Linked DNA regions of Mus musculus: region 2 is linked to region 1. A link is a contact called in public promoter capture Hi-C data. All regions are on one chromosome and are shown on one strand. Each heading gives the region's core, a stretch centred on a gene start, on an enhancer-like site or on the middle of the called end of the contact. The rest is flanking DNA. Distances are from core to core; before and after follow the strand shown. Region 1 holds the start of Mpc1 (mitochondrial pyruvate carrier 1). Region 2 holds the start of T (brachyury, T-box transcription factor T).

Region 1 (3,249 bases), core at 742-3,241:
TGAGTTTGAAGTTGAGCCTGGTCTACAGAGTGTGAGTTCCAGGACAACCAGGGCTACACAGAGAAACCCTGTCTCGGGGGGGGGGGGGGGGAGATATATGACTCAATGACTCAGCAGGTAATGACGCTACTGTTCTTACAAAAGAGCTGGTTTTCATTGCCAGACCTACATGAAGGCTCTCAACTGTCTGCATGCTTGTTCCAGGATGCCTGTTCTGACCTCCATAGGTACATATACTCAGGTTCACATCAAATACATAAAATTAAAAAAAAAAAAAAGAATCGAGGGCTGAGGGTATAACTTTGTAGGCCTTTTAAGGCACAGGACCTGAGTTTGAGACTCAATATTAAACAAAAAAGAACGGGGGTGGGGGAGGGACTGAGGGACTGTTAAGAAAACAGACCTAGAAATATAGAAAGTTCTTGATCTGAGTCTTATCAAAAATCAAGTGCAGCAGCACGGTGCACTGGGGGTTGAGCCCAGGCATGAAGGCGGGTCCCAGGGAAACAGAAGCGCCTCGCAAAGGAAAAGACATTAATCAAGATGGTGAAGACGGATGAGTAAGACAGTTGTAGAAACTCAAGGCACTAAGTATTTACTATTAACTACAATACTACTGTAGACTGGCTGGCCTTGAACTCAAGAGATCCTCCAGCTTGTCTCCCTTGTGCTGGGATTAAAGGCGAATGCCACCACTGGCAGGCTCGGTATTGACCACTGAGAAGAAAATTAAAAAGCAGCCCTCCACTTATCTAACTTTAAAATCACAAGAAAATAAAACTATGCTTGGAAATATTGTAATCGGTTTCTAAATTTTGTGAGATCCTTAAAATAGAATCAGGCACCAGGAAATTATAACTGAAAATGAATTCTGGAAAGTGCTTCTTCAACCTCTCAATGTCAAGCCCTCGGGACACACACCTTGCAAGTAAATGCCTCTTCTCAGACGCACTGCGTGGCTGCGACACATGATTGTCCGGTCCCCCTCCCCCAAGCACCGTCAAATGGAAAACAAACAAACAAAAAAACAAACAAAAAACCAAAAAAAAAAAAAAACCCCGCCCTCTGTGCTGCAAATTCTAGCTCCCATTACCCGGATCCCGGCACATTCCAGCACCGCTCCCGCCAAGTCCCGGGCCGGGAGACGAGGAGGGGGATGGTAGCACCCAGTGTCCCCACGTCAACCCACGCAAGGGCATCCTGACTGCCTGCCCAGGAGCGGTGTTCGTCCGGTCGGTCACGAGCCGGAGCGGCGTCCCTGCAGTCACACCGCGTCTTTCAGTCAAGGACTGGAGCTCTGTTCCCTGTCACCAGCCATTCCCTGGGTCGTCCTGCCCGGGAGCGCTGTCCGCTCGGTCACTTGTCGTCCTCTCAGTCACGGGTGGGAGCGCTGTCCCCTCGGGCATGGGTGGGAGAGGCGTCCCCTCCGGCACAGGTTGGGGCGGGGTCCCCAGTCACACCATGTCTTTCAGTTCGCGGGGCTGGAGCTGTTCCCTGTCACCTGCCATTCCCTAGGTCGCCTTAACCAAGAGCGCTGTACCCTCAGTAACCTGCGGTCCCTTAGGTCACGGGTGGGAGCTACGTCCCCTGAGTCCTGCTGTCCCTTCAGGCACGGGTGTGAGCGCTGTCCCTTCTGCCCTCCTAGTCACAGGTAGGAGCGCCATCCCCTCGGTCACTTGCTGTACCCTCGGGAGCGCCGTCCCCTCGGGCACCGGTAGGAGCGCGTTCCACCCGTGCGCCGCTCTCCTACCTTGGCACGGCGCCGCAGGGTTTTCCCGCAGCGGGCGGCTCCCCCACGGCCTACCATGACGCTCACCTCATGAGATAGTCCCGGAAGTCCTTGCTCCGGACATAGTCCGCCGCTTTGCGCACCAGCGCTCCAGCCATGGCCGTGCCGTTGGCGGTGAAGCCGCTACCTAGACAGATGACACCGCTGTGGACTCGGCTGAGGCCCTCGGCGCTCTCACCCCAGCGCCCGCCTCACGACACTCGGAGAAGCCTTACGACCGCTCGGCGCTCCACCAATGAGAACGCGCTAGACCGCAGAGCGCGTCCGGGATTGGCTGCCGCGGTCGACACACCCCCCGCCTGCCCTCGGGGCGGTGCGCGCCGCGGGGCTGCCGTCGTAAAAGGGCCCGGCGGCCCGGACGACTGGCGGTTGCTAGGGGCTGCGAGGGTGACACTCCTCTGCCCGGGGGTCCTGGGCAGGCTTCCGGGGTCTCAGCGGGGCGTGGTGGGCAGGTCGGGCTCCTGTCACCCCTCGCCTGTCCCTTTGCCCCGCGGGCGGCTGCACAGAGACGGTGAGATCCTGCAAACCGGCGGCGACCGGCTTGGGATGGAGTCACCGAGTGCAGAGGAGGGAGGCAGTTAAAAATAGCTAAGAGCCTCAGTCTCCAGAAGTGTGGCTGCCCACGTGTGGAAAGCACAGGTTACATAAGTGCCCGGAGCGTGCATACTGCAGCTTTAGCCTGTACACCCGCAGAGGCTCAGAGCCACACCCCAGACATGGCGGGGGGGGGGGGGGCAGAATGCAGAGAGAGTTGAGCCGGAGGTAATGAGAAGGGCCTGGCTACATTTCCTGTCACCACTACCACTCTTGAGGAGAGGAAAGGTGACAGAATCCCTTCCGCCGTAAACCGGATCGCGTGAAGAACACAACTGCCTTCAGGCTGCTCGCAGCCACACCCGAGTAGGCCACACCGCGCTAAGGGTCGCTAAGGCCCGTCCCCTGAGTTCGTGCCAGTGTCAGTCTTTGTTTACCAAAAGGAGGCTGAAGACGACCTTCCCCTTATAGGGAAGGGTCTGCAGGGCCCGGACTGCAGCGCTCTTGCCAGGTTTGCTCCGGAAGCCCTGGCTGTGTTCCATCTCCAGCACTGCCGTAAACCAGGCTGGGTGGTGGGAAGTTCAAGGTCACCACTGAGTCCTCGGGGTGGGGCTTGGGGCGAAAGTTATTAAACGAATGGTAATCTTCTGTGGTTTTCCCCTTCTATGCATAGTAAATATGTGCAGCTTTTCTCAGATTTAATTTTTGCCGGTTTATTCTAACAATCTTCCGAGAATAGAGGGGACTCTCTTCCTTACCAAAACCGAACCTGAAGCGGGCCTTGGTGGCAAATGAGTTTGATCCCAGCACCGAAGATGCAGAGGCAGAGGCAGAGGCAGGAGGATTTGAGTTCAAGGCCAGCCGTGTCTATATAGCTAGTTCTGTAGCCCTGGCTACTCAGAGAAACCCTGTCTCAAACAAAATTT
Region 2 (3,231 bases), core at 14-2,513, 150 kb before region 1:
CGGCAGGCCTTCTTCAACCCTTCCAAGGTGAGGGAGAACTCCCAGTTCCCTTTGCCAGGCCCTGCTTAACCCTCATCAGCTTAATATAAACAGTACTAAAGATTTAATTGGGGAAGGAGGCCACGGTGGCTTCTGTGGGGCTGACAAAGGCTGGTGGTGTCTTTCTAAGCTCCCAGCCAGGCTCTTCCCTTCGGCCTGGGGCCCAGAGGCTGTCTTCTGCACTGGCTTACCTGTCCCCCTCCATTGAGCTTGTTGGTGAGTTTGACTTTGCTGAAAGACACAGGCGCCTTCATCCAGTGGGCCCCAAAATTGGGCGAGTCTGGGTGGATGTAGACGCAGCTGGGCGCCTGAGGCTCTGGTTTGCCCCCAGGTACCCACTCCCCGTTCACATATTTCCAGCGGTGGTTGTCAGCCGTCACGAAGTCCAGCAAGAAAGAGTACATGGCATTGGGGTCCAGGCCTGACACATTTACCTTCAGCACCGGGAACATCCTCCTGGAAAAGACAGCGCACGGCAGGAGGACCCATCCGTTGGAGAGGGGGAGCCTGCACTAAGTGTTTGATGCCGGCCAAAGAGGAGGACCCCGGCAACCGGTCTCGCAAGCATCTTTGCCTGAACTTTCTCAGTTCAGGAACCAAATCATCTCCCCCCACTAAGCCCACGGGTTCTCGGGACAGCAGAGGGACAAATCTAGCCAAGGGTTTCGGCCCCCTAGGCAAACCTGGTCATTCCAGTATACACCTAGGAACCCTAGAGTTCGAATGCCTCCTTCCTCCTCAGGTTTCGTCAGGGGGAAAGTTCCCGAGAAACCAAGGTTTAGGAATCCTCTGGGGAGCTGTTAACTCAGCGGGAAGAAACAAAGTCGGCCGGTTGGGAAGAAAAGATGCTCTCCCCGAGGCGAGGGGCACTCGCCAGGCCCCAGACTGCCGGCTTGCAGCACGCACCTACCTGCCGTTCTTGGTCACAATCATCTCGTTAGTTAGCTCCTTGAAGCGCAGCCACAGCTCGCTCTCCTCCAGGCCCACTCGCAGTTCGCGTTCGGTGGGGTCTCCCTTCTCGCTGCCCGCCTGCAGCTCGCTCTCCACGGCGCTGAGCAGGTGGTCCACTCGGTACTGCAGGCTCTTCCCTGCGCTCTCTGTGCCCGGCGAGCTCATCCTCCCGCCACCCTCTCCACCTTCCAGGAGTCTTGACTCCCTACCCAACAGCCACCTTCACTTCTCTCGCCACCGCTTTTCCAAGAAAAAGGGTCACTCTGCGGAGCCCAAAGATTACACCTGGGTCCCTGCACATTCGCCAAAGGAGCACCGAGATCGGGATGAGGGGGGAAGGGGGCGGGGATGGGGGAGAGGGCCTGGGGAGCCGTGGCTCCACTTGAACTCCCGCAAGGCGCGACAAGAGTAAGTCTCTGGGGAAGAGAAAAATGGGTCCCCTCCCCATAAATACAGCCGAGGTGGCCTCGCAGGGGGGTGCGGCGGATTGGGCGGGACACCCTTTGAAGTACCGAGCAGCTGCCCATTGGCGGTGCGCGGCCATATCAGACTGGCCGGGCGGGCCCGGAGGCTGGGGGCCAACAATGGGCTCCAGCGCGCGCTTCCTGTAAGGAAAGCGTCGGGCGCAGTCCCGACACCCCCGCCCTCCCCCAAATGTTTGCACCTCCATCAAAGCGGCGGGGCGGACCCTGGGGGAGGGAGGGCGAGAAGCCGGGCTGGAGCCACCCAGGACCCTGGCTCCTAGAGCCACTGCTAAACTCTCCACTCCCACGCGCTGTCCAAGCGCACACCGGCGCCTGCGACTTTGCCCCGCGGAGTGTCCACGCTGCGCGCACCTGAGAGGGACTTCGGCGGATCGGCGTCTCCCGGGTCTCCTTGACCTCTCCAAAGCCTCAGCCTCCCCAGGTGTGGCAGCTTTGGGACACGTCCCCTCGCCCCATGGACTGCCACTAACTCCCACCTCGGCATCCAGGTCCCCCACGACCTTCACCTGCGTGGAGAGGGAAGCTCAATGCGGATCTGTCCAGAGAGGGAAATAGACGAACAGATAGCGACCCTAGTAGGAGGTGTCCTCGCGTCCCACATAAAAGCTGGACTTTGACGGTGGATGCGCCTGCACCGAATGTGGCCCCGGGAGTCCCTGGTCTCTTTGCGCCGGGGATTGTTGGAACGCATGCTGCGCGCGTTTCCCTACCCGCCTCGCCATGCGGTGTGGGCAGCAGTTGGTTTATTGCCTCTCGGTGAGAACCTCTGCCGGGAGAGTGAGGGGAAGGTGACAAAGAGCAGGAAATAGTTCAATGGGGTCTCTTTAAACAATAACATTCCTCTAAAACGGGAGCCCAGGAAGCGGGAAGGAAGCCAGAGCTCGCGCCCAGCTCTTTAACGAGACTCTGGGTTCCAGCCTCCGTTTCCCCGTCTTCCACTCTCCTATCCTATCCCGAAGCTCCTTGGAAGAGGCCCCTGAATCAGGTGGGGGCACTCAATTCTGAGTTCGTTGTCTCTCTGAGAGTCTCCCTGGGAAGTCTTTGGGGTCGGAGTTGTGGGTTCTACCTGCCCCTACTTCTGGGAGAGACGGTTTTCCAGGAGCCAACCTCTGGGGTGGGATGCCCTAGACTACCCTCCTCTGCCCTTTCCCACTGAATACTGGGGTGTTCGGCTGCTTTTCTGTGGTCTAGGATATAAAGAAATCTCTGGCTAGAGGAGCGGGACACTTCTTTCTACAGACACCAAAAGGCTCTCATTTGCGCCCAACCCCGACCCTCCTGCAATGAGCACCAGCCAGTTTGTGTTGTGGGTTTGCAGAAGTATACAAGGGAGATTTCACCTTTTCTACCCTCGGGGACGCTAAGGCCTGAGACTTCCTGGAACTAGGAATAAATCTCGGTGGAGGAGGACATGAAAGTCAAGGGAGGCTGGGTCACTAATATATGTCACTGACGCGTTTAACCTCTGGCGTGAAGGCGGAGCCGGTCCTGGGAATGTTGTTGGTCAAAAGTGGATTTTCGCCATCGTTCAGGAAGCTGGTAGAAGATTGCTCTGGAACTGTTCTCCAAAGAGGAGGAGGCAAATAAATGGTGTTACTTTCTCTACCGTGAGCAGTGGAATCTCTCCACTCCACAGTGCCACATCCCTGGTTTCCGGGCTAGAAGCGACTCTTTTGAGGCTTAGCTATTCTGTCCCTACCCTTTTCTGTGATTAATTTCTGATCTTTGTCCCGAGAAAGTTGTCCTCAGCCTTTTC

What was found. Promoter capture Hi-C pulls out the DNA fragments that hold promoters and counts their contacts.
Region 2: a promoter capture Hi-C map of the HPC-7 cell line shows a contact between it and region 1. The contact joins the promoter of T here to the promoter of Mpc1 in region 1. A contact is called at or near these places in 9 of 39 promoter capture datasets (the 3T3-L1 cell line, the C10 cell line, the HPC-7 cell line and 5 more), 8 of 484 Hi-C or Micro-C datasets (embryonic stem cells and nephron progenitors), 4 of 115 datasets of contacts at active chromatin or transcription factors (embryonic basal ganglia, embryonic stem cells and stem cell-derived neural progenitor cells) and 1 of 9 other capture datasets (pancreatic islet).

The regions. Positions count from the first base shown.
Region 1 is chr17:8,282,529-8,285,777 of GRCm38.p6, reverse strand. Mpc1 (mitochondrial pyruvate carrier 1) reads right to left here and starts at 1,991. Exons shown (of 5, transcript NM_018819.5): 1 at 1,817-1,991. The coding sequence starts at 1,887.
Region 2 is chr17:8,432,455-8,435,685 of GRCm38.p6, reverse strand. T (brachyury, T-box transcription factor T) reads right to left here and starts at 1,263. Exons shown (of 8, transcript NM_009309.2): 1 at 950-1,263; 2 at 231-495. The coding sequence starts at 1,155. LOC115486424 reads right to left here and starts at 3,026. Exons shown (of 3, transcript XM_030250191.1): 1 at 2,939-3,026; 2 at 2,186-2,241; 3 at 1,158-1,981. The coding sequence starts at 2,197. The coding sequence ends at 1,196. RefSeq lists a promoter at 1,148-1,806.